Linked DNA regions of Mus musculus: all the other regions are linked to region 6. A link is a contact called in public HiChIP or PLAC-seq and promoter capture Hi-C data. All regions are on one chromosome and are shown on one strand. The core of a region is the stretch at or near the end of the contact, and the rest is flanking DNA. Distances in the headings are between cores, read along the strand shown. Region 1 holds the start of Slc5a5 (solute carrier family 5 (sodium iodide symporter), member 5). Region 2 overlaps Eps15l1 (epidermal growth factor receptor pathway substrate 15-like 1). Region 3 overlaps Ccdc124 (coiled-coil domain containing 124). Region 4 holds the start of Iqcn (IQ motif containing N). Region 5 holds the start of Mast3 (microtubule associated serine/threonine kinase 3). Region 6 holds the start of Niban3 (niban apoptosis regulator 3).

Region 1 (2,700 bases), core at 20-2,519, 700 kb after region 6:
CAGCAACCACAATGTGGCTCACAACCATCTGTAATGGAATCCAGTGCCGCCTTCTGGTGTGTCTGAAGCCAGCTACAGTGTACCCACATGTAAATATAAAATAAAGTCTAATAAGAAGAGAAAAGCCCTTTCAACCTCATCAGTAATGCCCTCAAGCCCGCCTGCCACCTAGGTTTAGGAGACTGCCCTAGCCAGGCCTCCCTCCTAACCAGCACCTCCAGGCAGGCAGTCCAGCCAGTATACAGCATATGAGGCCACCAGGGGGCGTGTGCCTTAGTTTTACTTATCAGACCACCCGGGAAGTACAGACGTGGCTCAATAGGGAATCAACCCTGAACACCCCAGAAACGGCCAGTTCTCCAGAAAAGGGTCCCGGTGACAGTTCTGCATCATCCCAAGCCCTGGGTCCCTTGAAAGCCACTATCAGCAAACTTCTGTTCTGGACCCAGGTATGCCAAAGTACCTGCGACAAGAAGGGAGAAATGGGTATCCAATGAACCCTCACTTGTCATCCCAGCACTAGGGAAGCCATGGCAGGATTGACACACCTTTGTGGTCAGCCTGTGGGAAAGAAAGGAAGAGAACAGGAAAGGGGAGGACAGCCAGGTCAGGTGTAGTGCACACTTGTGTTCCTGCCGGTAGGGTGGGCCTTGGTCAGGACTCCATACCAGCCTGAGCTACATGAGACTCAGCCTCAAACGCGTGCGTACACGCATACACACACACACACACACACACACACATACACACACATACAACCATAGGTCCAGACTGCCCTGTGCAGGTAGGGAAACTGAGTCCTAAACAGAAGGAAGAAATTCTCCAAAGAGAACCTGAGTGCCTCCCACCGGGTTAGCAAGGGTGGACAGTTCCTTCTCCCACGCTGCGGAGAAAGGCAGATGCTCTCTGGGGGGAAGGCTCGAGTCTCGTTTTTCCTTATGGGGCCCGGAAGTCCCCGAAAGTGAACCCCAGTCCTGGGTTCCTCGTAGCTCTGGTTCCTAACTCCCGCAGGCTGTGTGAACAGAGGGGAGCGGAGGTCTGAGCCGTCCAAGGCCCTTCCTGTCTGTTCACAACTCTACACGGAACAAGCCCTAGATGTGGGAGAAAGTGTCAGGAGACGCTAGTGTCCCCCCAACCCCGTTGCCCGCACCCCTGAAGGCCCGCTCGCCCCAGGACGGAAAGGGTGCGGGTCGCGCCCGCCTCCCAGGCTGGGGGCGGGGCCGCGCTGACCCCGGAGCCCAATAAATCCGCCGCGCGAAAAGCTTGTGGGTCGACGGCCCAGCAGGAACTCGCGCTGCGACGACGCTCGCTCTGAGAGTCCCCGACGTCCTCCGCATCCTCTCCGTTCCGAGTTACCTGTCTCCATGGAGGGCGCGGAGGCAGGGGCCCGGGCCACCTTCGGCCCCTGGGACTACGGCGTGTTCGCGACCATGCTGCTGGTGTCCACGGGCATCGGTCTGTGGGTCGGCCTGGCCCGCGGCGGCCAGCGCAGCGCCGACGACTTCTTCACCGGGGGCCGGCAGCTGGCGGCAGTGCCTGTGGGGCTGTCGCTGGCCGCTAGCTTCATGTCGGCTGTGCAGGTGCTCGGGGTCCCCGCGGAGGCAGCGCGCTACGGTCTCAAGTTTCTGTGGATGTGCGTGGGCCAGTTGCTCAATTCGCTGCTCACAGCCTTGCTCTTCTTGCCGATCTTCTACCGCCTGGGCCTTACCAGCACCTACCAGGTAGGGGACTTGGTCCCATGGGAAGGTTCCGGGAAGATGCCGCGGGCACCGGGCAGGGCCAGGAAGGAGGAAGAGCCAGTCCGGGCCCCACAGCTCGCAGCAGCCTCGGGGCAGTGGCCTCCCGCTGACACCTGTCCCTGCGAGTGCCCGTACCAGCCACCCACCGGCGCCCGACAGAGTTCAAACGCCTGCAGTGAGGTGTAGGATTTCCCAAACGCTCAACAACTGTAGTGAAAACGGAATAGCATCCACTTGCAGTTTCAGCACTAGGGAGATTGAGGCAGGAGGATTGCCATGAGTACCAGGCCAGTTTGGACTCCCTAGGGATACCCCAGTTTCAAATCTGAGGGCGCAACTAGGCACCCTGAAACAACGGTCCAACAAGTGTAGCGACAATATGAAGTCCCATGTGTGATATCTCAGTACTAGAGAAGCTTTGGCAGGAGGATTGCTGCGAGTTCCAAGCCGGCTTAACCTACACAGAGACTCTGTAAGCTCAGTTGGGCACTCCGGAACAGAGTAGAAACAGTGAGGATGGCTGAGGGGTCACTTGCCCGGTAACCTCCAGCCCTTGGCTCCCTCTGCAGTACCTAGAACTGCGCTTCAGCCGAGCGGTCCGGCTCTGCGGGACGCTGCAGTACTTGGTGGCCACGGTGAGCGAGCTGCCCGCCCTGCCACGCCCACACGAGCAATTATCATAGCCCGCTCCAACCTGACCTCACGCCACACCCCTCATCCTACCTGGCCCCGCCCCCTTCCAGCTTGAGCTAAGCTTCTCTGGGACATACAAGGACCACGCCTATAGCTCTGCCCTCATTCTGCCTATGGGCACCCTCTCACCTAGCTCCACCCCATCCTACCTAAAAACACCTTCTTGCAACCTGGCTCCGCCCTTTCTGCCTGATCCGCGCTCTCTTCTTTCTGCCTCCAACCCGTTTGCCCGCCCCTTGCCATCACCGACCTCCCCACCCACAGATGC
Region 2 (2,700 bases), core at 78-2,577, 760 kb before region 6:
TTTTCTGCCTACCCAATTTCCATTGGGGAAAACCATATGACCAGTGTACAGCAATAAATACCTTTAGCTGGTCACACCCCATTGCTCAGTCCCTTGGGATGTCAGACAGATGTGGAACTCTGCAGTGGGCTGGTCCCAGCATGGCTAGGAGGAGATAGATGAGGTGAGGGTGCCTGCCCAAGGACCTCCAGGGATGGTCGGCCTTCTGATGGAGAAAGCATGCCACAGTGCTTCCCAAGACATGCTTTACCTGGCTCAGGAGTCAGGAGAGACAGTGGCTTCTCTGCAGTCCTGCTGCCCTGCATGTGAGAGAGCTCTTAGGCCACCACCTTCCTACCTGGGCTTTTCTAACCTGAAGGAGCTAGTGGGCTCTGGGCTACCTATCCAACTCTAAGGGGTTGTTCAGTCAGGCTGCTTTGGGGAATGTGAAGGCCCCAGGCAGATGTCCCTGGGCAGCCCTGAGTCCAAGATGTCAGTAAAGCACTTGGCATGGTGGTGTTGTGTGGGATCTGTATTGTATTATGTGTTCACCCCCCACAGCCACCTGTGTCACCTGGGCCTGACCCAGATGAGGTGACAATTCAGAAAAATGTCTTCTGTTGAAAAGTGTTGATGTTTAAGGTGTCAAATTTAAAGCCAGCCCTGGGTCCCCTGAGAATCATTACCCAGGATGAGTGTCAGTGTGGGCCTGGGGTTATACACTACTCTGCTGTTGTGTTCTATCTTGGAGTTCAGTCTCTGCTCTCACAGAGATCAGTTTGGTCTGTCGAATAGTCTCCCTAAGCATCTGGACAGTCACTGCTGCTGGTAGCAGCTGAGGTGGCTAGCAGCTTGATGCTAAGGGTATAGTTTTCTCCTTGAAGCTTCAGAGTGTGAGCCTTAGGCTGCTGGGATGTGCACAGAAATTGGATGTCTTGAAAGCTCTACATTCTCCTGCCTGGAGATCTTTTCTAGAAAGGTCCATCAATGTATTAAATAACCTGCAGGTGTCTGGGACTGAAGCAGTTGATTGCTTTCAGACACATGCAAAACAGCCCTGAAACACGCCAGTTGGAGTGAGCACACGCCTCCCTCAGGTAAACAGTGGTGTATTTTCTTCAACGGACGGAGATGGAGATCAGTCAGAACTCACCGCTGAAGTTTCTAGGTAAAAGTTGTTGATTTGCAAAGAGAGAAACAGATTTTTTTAAGCTCAGGAAACGGCTGTGTGGGCGTCAGTGATTGGGTTGCCTGAGATAGCGGGATCCTGGCGGGCCCCACCCTGCCACTTCCTGCCAGCGCTGCCCTGCGGCTCCCAGCAGAGCCTACCCGCTGCCCCAGTGACACCCACTCACCAGCCAGTCACCTTTAACCTCTCCCTAAGTTAATGATCATCTTTATAACTACTCATGACCTCTCCACCCCATCTGCAAGGCCAGATGTCCTACAGGAGGAAGATTTTGGCAGCTTTTTTTTTCCCTTTCCCACAGCACCACTGAGAGTGCTTGTGTTAGTGAGCAGCCCATTCCCAAGCTACATAAGAATGGTCTAGCCTGTGTATTGAATTCCTCCGCAAAAAGTCATTCTCCTCGAGCAGAAAAGTCCTCCCCCACCCACATGCTATCTATGCAGAATGGCCAAGGCTTTCTCACAGGGTCAGCAGGGTACAGGCACAGGGAATATTTAGGATTGTAAGCAGCCCAATCCTGTGAACTTTCAGCCTTTCTGTGAGATCCCAGGAAGAGGATGGAACCTGCGGGTCAGGGCCCTGGTGCTGCTGGCTGTCCTGTCTATGCCCAAGCCCCTTGTTACTTCGTATTGTCAAATGGCATCACTGTCTGAGCCTGTGGTTAGCACCTCTGCCCTGAATATAACTACTTTAATTCCGTTCCCACGATGGTGGCAAAGAGATAATGCGCTGGGTACACTGGAGAGTATAGAAAGGAATGTACTTGTTCCATTTCAGGAAGGTTCTGGTGTTCGCTAGCAGCCAGGATGGCCGGAAGGCATTGAAGCAGCCCCCAGCCCCCACACACTCAGGGCACTCACTGCTCTGCTGTTGCTATGGCACCCTGGAGGGTCTGTCCCAGGGCTCGGGATAACCAGTGGCTGCTGTAGATCTATGCTGGCTGAGGGAGGGAGGCACCCATATACTGTATGGGTTTGCCTTCCCAGGCGGTGGAGGAACCCATGCTAATCCAGCTGGTTTCAGCAGCCTGAGGCCGGCTGTTGTTGAGGGAAGATTTGGCAGAACAGTTTGAAAATAGAAATAGTGCCTACCTCAGCACACCCACCCTTTTGCACTCAGCAAGGTGGATCCAGTGGGTGTCCTGTGGCCTGATATTCATTAACGAGTAAATGCCTCACCAGAGGTGGGTCACAATCTGGACAGTGGAGGTTCTGGGGGACCTGCAGGATGTAAGCCCAGAAAGACTGGGCCTTCCTACCGGGCCTCTGTGGTAGTAAGTGGGTGGGAACAACTCCCAGGCCCTCACTTGGCTGAAGGTCCACTCTTTGATCACCTAAAGGACTCAGGCCAGGTCTCTAGGTATATAAATGATTGACACATCACCCCTGTAGTGAGCTCAGTATAGTAGCTCACGCTTGTGGTCAGTAGAGAGCCAAGTAGGAAACCCCTCCCCCAAGTCTACATGGTCCTGTCCAGGCCTGTGACCCTTTCCACCACGGGGCACACATTCCCACTGCAGACATCACAGTCTG
Region 3 (2,700 bases), core at 76-2,575, 730 kb after region 6:
AAACCCAGTGCTGAGTGACAGCAGCCAGACAGAATTCCACATGGTGAATAGTCTGTTAACCGGAAATACCTCCAGGGACAGGCAGAGGGGAAGTAGCTCAGGAGCTGGAGCAAGGAACGGAAGTGACAGCTGATAGGATTGGAGTCTTCTGGAGTACGCAGTGTTGGTCTTTGCACAACGTTGTAATTATAGTTTTAAAAAAATTATTTCAGTAGGCTGGAGAGATGGCTCAGTGGTTAAGAGCACAAGGTCCTGAGTTCAGTTCCCATCAACCACATGGTGGCTCACAACCATCTGCAATGGCACCCGGTGCCCTCTTCTGGTGTGTCTGAGAAGAGCGACAGTGTACTCACATACATAAAATAAATAAATCTTTTAAAATTAATTATTTTTTCAAGACACCCTGGCTATCCTGGAACTTACTCTGTAGACCAGGCTGGTCTTGAACTCAGAAACCCGCCTGCCTCTGCCTCCCAATGCTGGGATTAAAGGCGTGTGCCACCACCGCCCAGCAATAAATCTTTTTTAAAAAATTGTTCAAAAGCCTCAGAAGAAACACAACAGTAGAGCCCCTTCCTAGAATCACCAGGGAGGGGTGAGGACATGGCTCAGGGCTAGAGCCCCTGTCCTCCAGTGTGGAGGTTCAGGTGGAGCTCCCTCCGCCCTGTGGAGGCCCTGCCTACGTTTTGTGGGTACAGAGTTGTTATATATGTTAATAAAATGAGAGGAAATGCTGACTTGAGGGACTCGCTGCTCCTTGCTATCCTAATAGCGTCCAAGGGTCAGACAGGATCATGTCAGGCCAGCCTGCTCTACATAATGAGACCCTGTTTTTTAAAAAATCGCTTTTGCAAGCAGTCTGTAAAGTCTTGGAGATGGGTGGGTCCTAGTCACAGTCCAGCCCCTCCACGGTGTCCTTCCTGCAGCCTGCTGAGGGATGCCCAAGAAGTTCCAGGGCGAGAACAGCAAGTCGGCAGCTGCCCGAGCACGGAGGGCTGAAGCCAAGGCGGCCGCTGATGCCAAGAAACAGAAGGAGCTGGAAGATGCTTACTGGAAGGATGAGGACAAACACGTGATGCGGAAGGAGCAACGCAAGGTGGGCGGCATGGGCTTCGGTGTTGAAAGGTGGCTCGAGGTAGCCATGGAGGGATGCATACTCAGAAGCTAGCTGAAGTGGGTCTGTGTTTGTCTCCAACCTTATTGTGACATTCCTGACCGAGGCCTGTCTTGAGCCAGCCCCAGGTGCCTACTTGGTACTGGAGTGGTTCGGGCTTGGTGCTGACGTGTCTGCCCACTAGGTGGCAACAGAGACCCTGTCTCCACAGCAGGCCTCGCCCTGCTATCCAGGGGGTTGGTCATTGTTCTGTTTCTATCACCCAGGCTGGCCTGGAACACCCGGGCTCAGCCTCTCCACCTGCCTCAGCTCCCCCTGCAGCTTGGTGGTACTCCAGGTTCGCACCATGATCAGAATTCTGTGTGTCTTTCTCAGTACTGATGACCTTCTTTTGGGATGAGCTGTCCTGGTGCACGACCCTGCCCAGACCCTCTGTCCCCAGAAGACAGAGTGGGAGTGGGATGTTCAGAGCTAGTGGAGGAATTCCACAGGGCAGGGTGCTATTCAAAAGCCATGTAGCGAGATAGCGCTGAGGCAAAGGAGCCTCCGGAAGATGCTGCCTTCAAACACCTTTGATTTTGACCCCAGATAGGCATTCCTCTCTGCCTTTGGGGTAAAGGCACATGGAAATACCCTTGTGAAGCACTTTAGCTGCCCAGGTCCTTTTGTACAAGGGTGCCCTGGGGGGATAGGGAAGGAGGGAGCAGCGCCCTCTTGGGTTCCACCCTGGGCACCCAGGCAGCTTCTGTCTACATAGCCTTCCCCTGTTGCCCCTGCAGGAGGAGAAGGAGAAGCGACGCCTGGAGCAGCTGGAGCGCAAGAAGGAGACGCAGCGCCTGCTGGAGGAGGAAGACTCACGGCTCAAAGGCGGCAAGGCCCCACGTGTGGCGCCCGCCAAGGTCACACGTGCACAGATCGAGGACTCGCTGCGGAGAGAGCAGCGGGCAGAGCCAGGTGTGCATGTGGCCTGGGGCAAATCCCCCGAGGGCTTCGCGCCAACGCCTCGTTCTCATATTCTGTCCCTGTCACCCACAGTGGAAAAGGCTAAGAGCCACCTAGAGCTGCCACTGGAAGAGAACCTTAACCGGCGCCTGCAGGAAGAGGGCAGCGTGGAGGCGCGCACTGTGGAGGACGCCATCGCAGTGCTCAGGTGGGCGGGGCGGGCTGTGTGGGCGGGGCCCTGAAGAGGAGAGTTTGTTGGGGCGGGACTTAGGTCTGGGTCCTGACTCCTTGACTTGCAGTGTGGCTGAGGAAGCTGACCGGCATCCTGAGCGCCGGATGCGAGCGGCCTTCACCGCGTTTGAGGAGGTGCAACTGCCACGGTTGAAGCAGGAGAACCCCAACATGCGGCTGTCGCAACTGAAGCAGCTGCTGAAGAAGGAGTGGTTGCGCTCCCCTGACAACCCGATGAACCAGCGCGCCCTGCCCTTTAATGCGCCCAAGTGACAGAACCAGGCTGAGTCCAGCTTGTCTGAGTCAGCTCATCCCCCTCCAGCCAGGCCTGACCAGGGATTCATAGAGTTCCGGGCCTGGGATTCTCCCAGCTGCGCCATAGGTCATCCTCAACAACCCAGAGGGTCCCTGCT
Region 4 (2,700 bases), core at 179-2,678, 900 kb after region 6:
AACCGGGGCACCCAAATGTCTTTATGACTCCAGGTGAGTTCCGACCAATCCCCAGCAGCATTTAGGGGAAAGGGTTCTAGAGCTTGGAACTGGGGCCCCTGACAGGACAAGAGGATCTGAGCTGTCCTGATGGTCCAACAGGGAAGGAAAATTAGGGCTCTGAGCATAGAGCTAGCCTTCCCCCCTCTTGCCTTGTGTTTGGAGGGAGTTCTGTCACCACCTGACATAGCTGCTGAGCCTCCAAGATGTCCTGGAGACATCTCCTGGAGGGCATGAAAAGACACGTGCAAAGCTTCATATGGCCTGCAACAGTCAAGCACCGAGAGTTTATGGATTTTGGTGAGTTCCAGGCCAGCCTGGGCTGCATATGGAGACCCTGTGTAGAAAAAAATAAAAGGTCATGCAGTGTGAGCCACAGCCCTAGGAGGGGGCAGATGGAGTGAAGCCAATGTTCTGGGCCACCTCCCCAGGCTGGGCTCATACCCAGTGTGAGTCATAGATGCTCCAGCCAAGGCTGACACACACCTTGGCCTATGCACAGCAGGCTCAAGCCAGAACCACTTCGCCTGGCCAAGGGGCTACTAGAACAAGGCCTCTATGCAAAGAGCAGACATACAACCCTGTGGCTTTTCCCTGCCTCTCTCCTCTGTCCTTTAGCTGTTGTGAGCACTTCTAGTGAGCCTTTTGTTTCTTTGGGCACCTAGATATGGTGGTCTTAGCCCATGTGCTAGATGAGACTCAGGGAAAGAAATGTACTTGAATTGCAGAGCCAGCCTTTCAATGCTGGGGAACAGAACTCTGAGCCCAGGCCCCCTGGGCACATGATGTGCTCTGTCAAGAGTCCTTGGTGTTTTGAGATAGGCTCCTTATATACCCCAGGCTGGACTGAAACTCATGGCCCTTCTGCCTCTACATTGCAAGTGCTTAAGTCACAGGCTTGCAGGGCCCAGCCTGGCTCTGATCAGCTGACTGGAAACACTCCCAACATCAACAAAACCTCATTGGGCCGCTGTGGTGGCACATGCCTTTAGTCCCAGAGGTGGGAAAAACTGAGTTCGAGGCCAGTCTGGGCTATACAGTAAGACATCATCTCAAACAACACAAATCTTTATAAAGATCCAGATTCCATCTAACACTACAAAAGCAGAACACTGCAGACACTGGTGTACATGGTATCCCAACATTTCAAGGGCCAAAGGAGAGGTCAGAGTTCAAATTTCTACTATGCTGTTCACAGCCTGTAGAACAGGTTTCTGGGCCACTGCTGTGTAATAGGGGTACAATAATCTTGGCCCAGCTGGGCAGTGGTGGCACACACCTTTGATCCCAGCACTTGGGAGGCAGAGGCAGGAGGATTTCTGAGTTTGAGGTCAGCTTGGTCTATAAAGTGAGTTCCAGGATAGCCAAGGCTACAGGAGAAAAACCCTGTCTCAAAAAAAAAAAAAAACCCACAAAACAACAATAATAATAATCATCTTGGCCCTGAGAGGGACAGGGAAGAGGGGAACCAAGATCAGGACACCCCCTTTTCAGAGCACATAAGATAGAGGCCCACAAAGGAAGAGTATAGCTTTCATAGCTGCTGCAAAACTCCACCATGGTACCCAAGCTGGAACTCTTATGTGCCCGAAGCTCAGGAGAGTGCCTGCCCAGGAAACTCAGCCCTGGGCTCCATCCTCACACTGTATGAACTAGATTGTCATCCCAGCATCCAGGGAACCTATGTTCAAGCCTTTTCATTACTAGCTTTAGTCTTACTAGACAGGGTGTGTAGCCTGGGCTGGTCTAGGATTGAGGAGTCTCCCGCCTCGGCCTCCCAAATGTTAGGATGATGCCAGAACCAAGCTGGACCCACAAGAGTTCCATTCAGGGCGGGCAGGCAGGCACTCAGCAGCTGTCTAGGGACACCTGCCACCCACTGGGACTTACCATGTGACCTATCACCCACAGTGACACCCTGAGAGCCTCAAGACCCAGGGTCTCAACAGCAGTGGCCAGGGCTGACAGGAAACTGTATATATAACATGGGGGAGGGGAGGGGAGACGAGACCTAGGGTCAGATGTTCCCACTGGGCTGAGCTGGACGACCTTGATTAATCTGCTCTAAGCCCAGGGCACTGAAAACGGAGATGAAACAGGCAGGTGTGATGGCACATACCTTTAACCCCAGCACTCAGGAAGCAGAGGCAGGGGGAGCTCTGGCTGGTCTGCATAGAAAGTTCCAGAACAGTCAAGACTACATGAAGTATCCTTGTCTCAAAAATAAAGATGCTATGTGACTCAAGACAATTGCTTTACTTCGCTGAATATTGTTTCCTCAAAATAGAGCAGGTGCTGCGAGAAGGGGGCGTGTCAGGGAGATATTTAAATGCACCTACATGATTCTAGGCTCCCACATAGACTTGCAGAGAAGGCTCTGGGTCTGAGGTACCCTTTGAAACCAACAAAGGCGAATAAAATCTAGTGAGCACAGGCTGCAAGCCCAGCTCTTTTCTGTATGGATGAATCCCGGAGGCCCCAAGCTTGTAAGCACTTCCTTCTGCCCCTTCCCATGTAGTCACTCTTCTTCCTAAAGGATATACCAGCTAAATTGATAGGCTAGTCCAGGATTGCGTCCTGGTGCCACCTGGACCTGGGCCGACAGCGTGCACCTAGGTGGCGCTCGCTGCGCAGCAGATGTGCAGGCACGGCCCGCGCCCA
Region 5 (2,700 bases), core at 142-2,641, 810 kb after region 6:
GTCCAGGCTGGCCTTAAGTTCCTACCTGTACCCCTCAAGTCCTGTGACAACAGGTGTGTGTTACCACCTCCAAAAGTGTGGTGAGGGCTGGGATGGAGCCCTCCATGCCAGGCAAGCATTCTGCCAGCACAGCTATATCCCTCTTTCTTTGAAGTTACTCTTTGACATTCTTCATCTGTCTCCTTATCTGAGATCAAGGACTACCTTGAAGTCACCCCTAGATGTCCCAGAGGCAGGTAAACTGTAAGTGTTCAATAAATGTTTATCAAGTGAATAAATGACTGGATATGGGTTTGTGCTGCAGCCAGCAGCATGGGAAACGCCTGACGTGGCAAAGAGCCTGGAGGAGACGTGGCAGAGTCTCAGAGTGACTTGACAAGGATGAGTTGGGGAAAACCTGGGTGCATGTGCCTCAGTTTCCCCAGCTATCTTCTTGCACCAAATATAGGATCTGAGCTTCAAATCCGAGCAAGGCTCTGATCCGGTGTCTAAAAGTCCAGGGAGTCGGGTGCTGTCAGAATGACCACTGGCTACCTAGGACCTGGGGGAAAAGGACATATTCCTTTGGTTTGTAGTATATATGACTTATCGCCTTTGGTAATGGCTTTCGTGGCCATGCACACTGCGTTCATCGCAGACATCATACAGATGGGAAGGAAAGGGGAAGAGCCAGGCAGGGCTAACACCTCCAAGTCAGAGGGCAGACCCGTCACAGCCTGCACTACTAGCACCGCCAAAGCTCTACTCCGCCGTCCAGGCCCTAGCAACGCCCCACCTGCTTGTTGTGGCCCTAGCGACGCCCCGCCCTCACCGCGCAGTGCCCTAGCAACGGCCAGGTAGCCCCGCCCCCCCAATGCTCAGAACCATAGCAAAGCCCTGCCTGGGCTGCTGAGGTCCATAGCAACGCCTCGCTCTCCTGTCAGGGTGCCTCTCCTGGTGCTTAGAGCTCTAGCAACAACCTGCCTGTGTTGCTGAGGTCCATAGCAACGCCCCGCCCTTGCTACCTAGAGCCCTAGCAACGGCCAGGTAACCCCGCCCCCTATGCTCAGAACCCTAGCAAACCCCTGCCTGTGCTGCTAGGGGGCCTAGCAACGCTCACGTTAGTCCCAGAGCCCTAGCAACGTCCACTACGCCGCGCCGATCTGCTCGGGGCCCTAGCAACGCCCCGCGCTGTCCCTCAAGGCCCTGGCAATGCTGGGCACCGACAGGCGGGTTCTAACTGCGCTCCATCCCAGCGCTTCCGGCAGAGCTGTAGCAACAAAAGCTCCTTAGTTGGGGACCCTAGCAACGCCCCGCCTAGCACTGTAGCAACGCCTCGCCCCCCTTCCTCCTCCATCACGACGCCACGCCCCCTCAGGCTCCGCCCCGTGACTGGGCGGGGCTCCCAGCCGGGCTTCCTCCTTGCTACCGCGCGCGCTCCTTGTTGCCCGCGGCCACTGGGCCGCTCTACGGGGCTCAGGCCGAATCCGGCCGATCTGGCCGAGGCCCGGGCAGACGGAGGGCGGCAGCATGTCCGACCCCAGCTACTGGACCGCGGTCGCGGCCCCGGGGCACCGCAGCCGCCTGGCCAAGGGTGCGCTGCTACAGCGTTCCAAAAGGTAGGGACGGCTTGGGGCGCAGGGTCTAGCTGTGGACGCCGGTATTTGAACTTGGGACTCGGGCCTTGCAAAGCGATGAATTTGGGAAGAATGAAGCAGTCTGTTCTGGACACTCAGCGGAAATGTTGGCGCAGATGCAAATACTCATGGCCCAGACTGACGAGTGGGTGGCAGGTCTACAGCCAAGAAGGCATGCTTCTCCTCGGCCCAGGTCCTCCTTTGCAAGGCACAGAGGCCAAGAGAGATGGTGCCTCAACTGTCGACCCAGGTTCTAATTGTAAGATAGCTTTTACCGTGCGGTGTGACTCCAGGTAGTTCTTCAACCTCTCTGTGCTTGTGTTTCTCTGTATTTAGGTTAGCATAGTTGGGAAAAGTCTGAGATGCAAGGACCCTGAGTGCTCGATCCAAAGCTTCGACTGGGCCTTGAGATAGTGTGGTGCCTACCATGGCTTACAGGCCTTTTAGAGCAAGGAACAGTGTAAGCAGTTGGCATTTAATGTGTGCTCAAGTGAGATGATCCAGGTTCTCTGAGGCGTCCAATATGGTTGTTTTCAAGGTCTTGTCTAAGCATAAGGGAAAGGAACCAACCAGTCTCATTGGCTACCGGTGCAGGACCATGGGACAGCAGGGCAGGGAGAGGATGTGGCTGCCAGTGTGTGTCGTGTGCAGAGGGGGGGCGACAGGAAGTCTTGCAGGGCCCTTTGGGTTCCGCTTCTGCACCCACACTTCAGCCTAGGGGGCAATTCTTTACCCTCTTGGTAGCTGGTAGCCCCGATTTCCCTGTGTGAAGAGCAGGTACAGTTGGTGGGTCCCCCAGCTCAATGCTGGTTTGTACTGTGTCCACACCTGTGGCTTAGCTGACTCTGGGGGCGTGGCCTCCTGTAGGCAGGCTCTTAGAGCATAGGTCCCCCAAGGCCAGCTTCACAGGGTGTGTTGATTTTGTGCACCTTCTGGTTGTCCTGATGGGGAAAACAGAGCCTCCTGCAGCAACAGACAGGCTGGGCTCAGCTCCCTAAAACCTATGCCCTTTGCTGCCTGCGGCACCTCCTATCTTGGCCTGCAAACTGCCCTTCTGTTACCCAAAACCCTCCCTGCCTCCTTA
Region 6 (2,700 bases), core at 61-2,560:
TGGCTCACTGGAGTAGCCAGAACTGGTGAGTGCCAGCATAGACCATGCCTCAGTGAATAAGGTGGAAAGCAGTCTTAGGACAGCTGATGTTAATCACTGGCAAGCACATGTACACACACAAAAGCCTTTCTTCCAAATATGTTGCTGCAAGCCGGGCGTGGTGGCGCACACCTTTAATCCCAGCACTCGGGAGGCAGAGGCAGGTGGATTTCTGAGTTCGAGGCCAGTCTGGTCTACAAAGTGAGTTTCAGGACAGCCAGAGCTATACAAAGAAACCCTGTCTCAAAAAAACAAAACCAAAAAACCAAATATGTTGCTGCATCTCAGGAGAATGAGGCCCAGAGAGGGCAATTTATTCACCCAGTGGCACACAGCAAATACAAGTGGTGGTCAATCCTGGGACTTGGAGAGATTACTCAGCAGCACATGCAGGGTTTTGCATGGGCTGTTCCCCTCCCCAAATGCTGTTCTCATACTCACTGTAACCACACACCCTCCTCCAGCCTGGTCTAGCCACCTCCCTTGGGGACATCCACCAAGTCCTGCTGGTCTAGACACTCTCCCAGGTCAAGGTGTGGGACAGGACAGGGAGCTGAAGCTCAGCCTGGCCTTGGCTAAGCCTTAGTCAAGTCCCAGTGTCCATGCAGACAGACTTCCCAGCCTCAGAGACCACCTGACCGTGCCCTTACCCCCAACCTCAGTGGGGCCCTAGCTTCCACTAACAAATCAAAAACTTCACATTTCACTTTGTTTTGTCTTGAGACAGAGTTGCATATAGCCCAGGCTGTCTTGGAACTCACTCTTTAGGCCAGTCTGGCCTCAAACTCCCAGAGATCTGCCTGCCTGTGCCTCCCAAGTGCTCGGATGGCAGGTGTGTAACACTGTATCCAGCTACTTGGATTTCATTTAAATCTGGAGCCCTCCAGAGCCAGGCAGGATGGAGTGTGCCTTTGATCTCTCTGAGTTCGAGGCCAGCCTGGTCTACAGAGTGAGCTCCAGGACAGCCATGGCTACGCAGAAAAACCCTGTCTCGAAAAACTGAACAAAAAAATCTGAAATCTTCCAACACAAGCCCACCCCTGACAAGACCAGAGACAGTTAAAATAATGAACCCTGTATTGGCACCAGGAGCACATGCCAGCATTGGCCTCGCATGCAATGGCAGCATGACTTGACCCTGACCTGTCTGCTTACCCTGAAGCTGCTGCCGCTGCCGTCTACCCAGGGGGCAGGAAGGCTGTGCCCCCATCCTGCCACCATACAGAGCTGTCCTGGGTCCCTCTGCTCAGGATACTGGATGGCAGCTGAGTGGCCCAAGTGCCAGGAGGGTACATATGGCCATCTGGTACCACTCTCCACCCCTCCTGTCTGCACCTGCCTCCTCCTGGCCTCAAGGGACAGGCTGGACCAAGACTGGTGGTTTCTGTCAGGGGTAGTGGGGACAGCCCCAGGGGAGACCCAGGGAGTGTGAGAAAAAAAACAACGCCCTGGCACAGATGGATGGGTGGGGCACATCTCTGCCATCCCAGCACTCAGAAAGCAGAGGCAGGGGGATGGGGAGTTTAGGCCATGGAGGCCAGCCTGGGCTACATGAAGTCCTATCTCTGAAAGCCAAAGGAATGGGTTGCTGACTGAACAAATGAATGAGCAAGGAGTAGGTTATCAGTATGGAGGGACACCACACACACACACACACACACACACACACACACACCCATCCCCATGTAGCCTGCTTCCTTACATGTAGGCACCTTCCTTTTCTTTTCCCTTTCCAGAGGCTGGAATGTGATGGCTGGAGTGTAAGTGGCCACCTTGAAGCATGAGGCAGGTCCTATGCATCAATGGCAAAGCAGTAAATTCCCCCTTGAGAAAGGGACACAGCGCTCACATGGGGTCCTCATGCCTATGTCCCTTTCCTTTCTCAGGGTGTCTCAGCCTCTGCTTGGCTGGTGCGTGGGTGGCACCTGCTCTTGTAGAAGTCCCCAGGATTTTCCACTGTGTCTTTTGCTGGCTTCTGCCCCAGCCTATCCTACTTCCTCTTTGCCACAGCTGAGGAGCCCTCAGGGACCAGACATCTAAAGAAAGTTCACATTTGTGGTTCTGGCCCCGCCCTTCTGGCCTACCTGCCAAGTCGGTTCTGGGAGGCTTCAATTCCTACCTCCTGCCTGGCTTGCATTACCTTGGTGAGGGGATGTTCCCTCAGACAAGCCCACCAGCCTCTCCAACTAGGTCCTTGGAACTGGCAGGGTCAGGACAATGATGCACCGACCCACTTCATGCTCCAAGCTGGCTGCTTATACTCCAGTCTCTGGACCCACATCCCAGTCTTTATAAGCGGCAAGAGAAAAAACTGTCTAAGGGAGAAAGCATCCCAAGAGTCACCCCAGACACTTCTCCCATCGGTAGGGGGCCCTGTGACAACATCAGGAGAACCTTATCAGGTAGCTCACCCTGCTCAAGGCTCCGAACAAGCTTGCAGGAGACAGTGCATCCTCAGGGGGCCATGAAGGCTCTGGCTGAGGCCCCAGGTGAACCCTTCTCTTCACCATGGCTAGAACACAAGCAGTCACTCGGGACCGCAAGGAGCCTGGTACCTGTGAGTTAGTTCTGACCCTTGGAGCAGAGAATGTGGCCAGACTTGGAACAGAGCATACACTGCCGGGCCAGAAGTCCAGGCCACGCTTCTCTGATCCGTGTGTA

Evidence for each region. Promoter capture Hi-C pulls out the DNA fragments that hold promoters and counts their contacts. HiChIP or PLAC-seq counts read pairs in DNA pulled down with a chosen protein or histone mark.
Region 1: a contact with region 6 is called in a promoter capture Hi-C map of liver, with 3 times the contacts expected there. The contact joins the promoter of Slc5a5 here to the promoter of Niban3 in region 6. A contact is called at or near these places in 12 of 39 promoter capture datasets (the 3T3-L1 cell line, 3T3-L1-derived adipocytes, cranial neural crest and 8 more), 1 of 484 Hi-C or Micro-C datasets (liver), 6 of 115 datasets of contacts at active chromatin or transcription factors (astrocytes, bone marrow-derived macrophages, embryonic forebrain and 2 more) and 3 of 9 other capture datasets (adipose tissue, embryonic stem cells and liver).
Region 2: a contact with region 6 is called in a promoter capture Hi-C map of pre-B cells. The contact joins the enhancer-like site here to the promoter of Niban3 in region 6. A contact is called at or near these places in 4 of 39 promoter capture datasets (the 3T3-L1 cell line, cranial neural crest, liver and 1 more) and 2 of 115 datasets of contacts at active chromatin or transcription factors (large pre-B cells and pro-B cells).
Region 3: a contact with region 6 is called in an H3K4me3 HiChIP or PLAC-seq map of forebrain, with 3 times the contacts expected there. The contact joins the enhancer-like site here to the promoter of Niban3 in region 6. A contact is called at or near these places in 2 of 39 promoter capture datasets (cranial neural crest and second pharyngeal arch cranial neural crest), 1 of 484 Hi-C or Micro-C datasets (B cells) and 5 of 115 datasets of contacts at active chromatin or transcription factors (astrocytes, bone marrow-derived macrophages, embryonic forebrain and 2 more).
Region 4: a contact with region 6 is called in a promoter capture Hi-C map of pre-B cells, with 5 times the contacts expected there. The contact joins the promoter of Iqcn here to the promoter of Niban3 in region 6. A contact is called at or near these places in 3 of 39 promoter capture datasets (cranial neural crest, hippocampal neurons and pre-B cells), 1 of 484 Hi-C or Micro-C datasets (B cells) and 4 of 115 datasets of contacts at active chromatin or transcription factors (bone marrow-derived macrophages, forebrain, large pre-B cells and 1 more).
Region 5: an H3K4me3 HiChIP or PLAC-seq map of forebrain shows a contact between it and region 6, with 5 times the contacts expected there. The contact joins the promoter of Mast3 here to the promoter of Niban3 in region 6. A contact is called at or near these places in 7 of 39 promoter capture datasets (the C10 cell line, cranial neural crest, embryonic stem cells and 4 more), 7 of 115 datasets of contacts at active chromatin or transcription factors (astrocytes, bone marrow-derived macrophages, double positive thymocytes and 4 more) and 1 of 9 other capture datasets (embryonic stem cells).

Annotation. Positions count from the first base shown.
Region 1 is chr8:70,891,326-70,894,025 of GRCm38.p6, reverse strand. It overlaps Slc5a5 (solute carrier family 5 (sodium iodide symporter), member 5), which reads left to right and starts at 1,269. Exons shown (of 15, transcript NM_053248.2): 1 at 1,269-1,721; 2 at 2,309-2,374; 3 at 2,697-2,700. The coding sequence starts at 1,365.
Region 2 is chr8:72,353,033-72,355,732 of GRCm38.p6, reverse strand. All of the region lies in intron 22 of Eps15l1 (epidermal growth factor receptor pathway substrate 15-like 1), which reads left to right. Among named protein-coding and RNA genes, the nearest start is that of Klf2, 35 kb to the right of the region's middle. Within about 2 kb of position 1,327, at least 99 of the 459 cell types and tissues checked have an H3K27ac peak or open chromatin away from gene starts, as enhancers often do. A contact at or near this core is called in liver, where this site is marked.
Region 3 is chr8:70,868,301-70,871,000 of GRCm38.p6, reverse strand. It overlaps Ccdc124 (coiled-coil domain containing 124), which reads left to right. Exons shown (of 5, transcript NM_026964.3): 2 at 927-1,096; 3 at 1,894-2,068; 4 at 2,150-2,264; 5 at 2,356-2,700. The coding sequence starts at 938. The coding sequence ends at 2,560. Among named protein-coding and RNA genes, the nearest start is that of Ccdc124, 3.8 kb to the left of the region's middle. Within about 2 kb of position 1,325, at least 43 of the 459 cell types and tissues checked have an H3K27ac peak or open chromatin away from gene starts, as enhancers often do. A contact at or near this core is called in bone marrow-derived macrophages and forebrain, where this site is marked.
Region 4 is chr8:70,700,753-70,703,452 of GRCm38.p6, reverse strand. It overlaps Iqcn (IQ motif containing N), which reads right to left and starts at 1,428. Exons shown (of 4, transcript NM_001370847.1): 1 at 1-1,428.
Region 5 is chr8:70,791,124-70,793,823 of GRCm38.p6, reverse strand. Mast3 (microtubule associated serine/threonine kinase 3) reads left to right here and starts at 1,391. Exons shown (of 26, transcript NM_199308.2): 1 at 1,391-1,598. The coding sequence starts at 1,510.
Region 6 is chr8:71,596,318-71,599,017 of GRCm38.p6, reverse strand. It overlaps Niban3 (niban apoptosis regulator 3), which reads right to left and starts at 1,310. Exons shown (of 15, transcript NM_001384129.1): 1 at 1,195-1,310. The coding sequence starts at 1,249.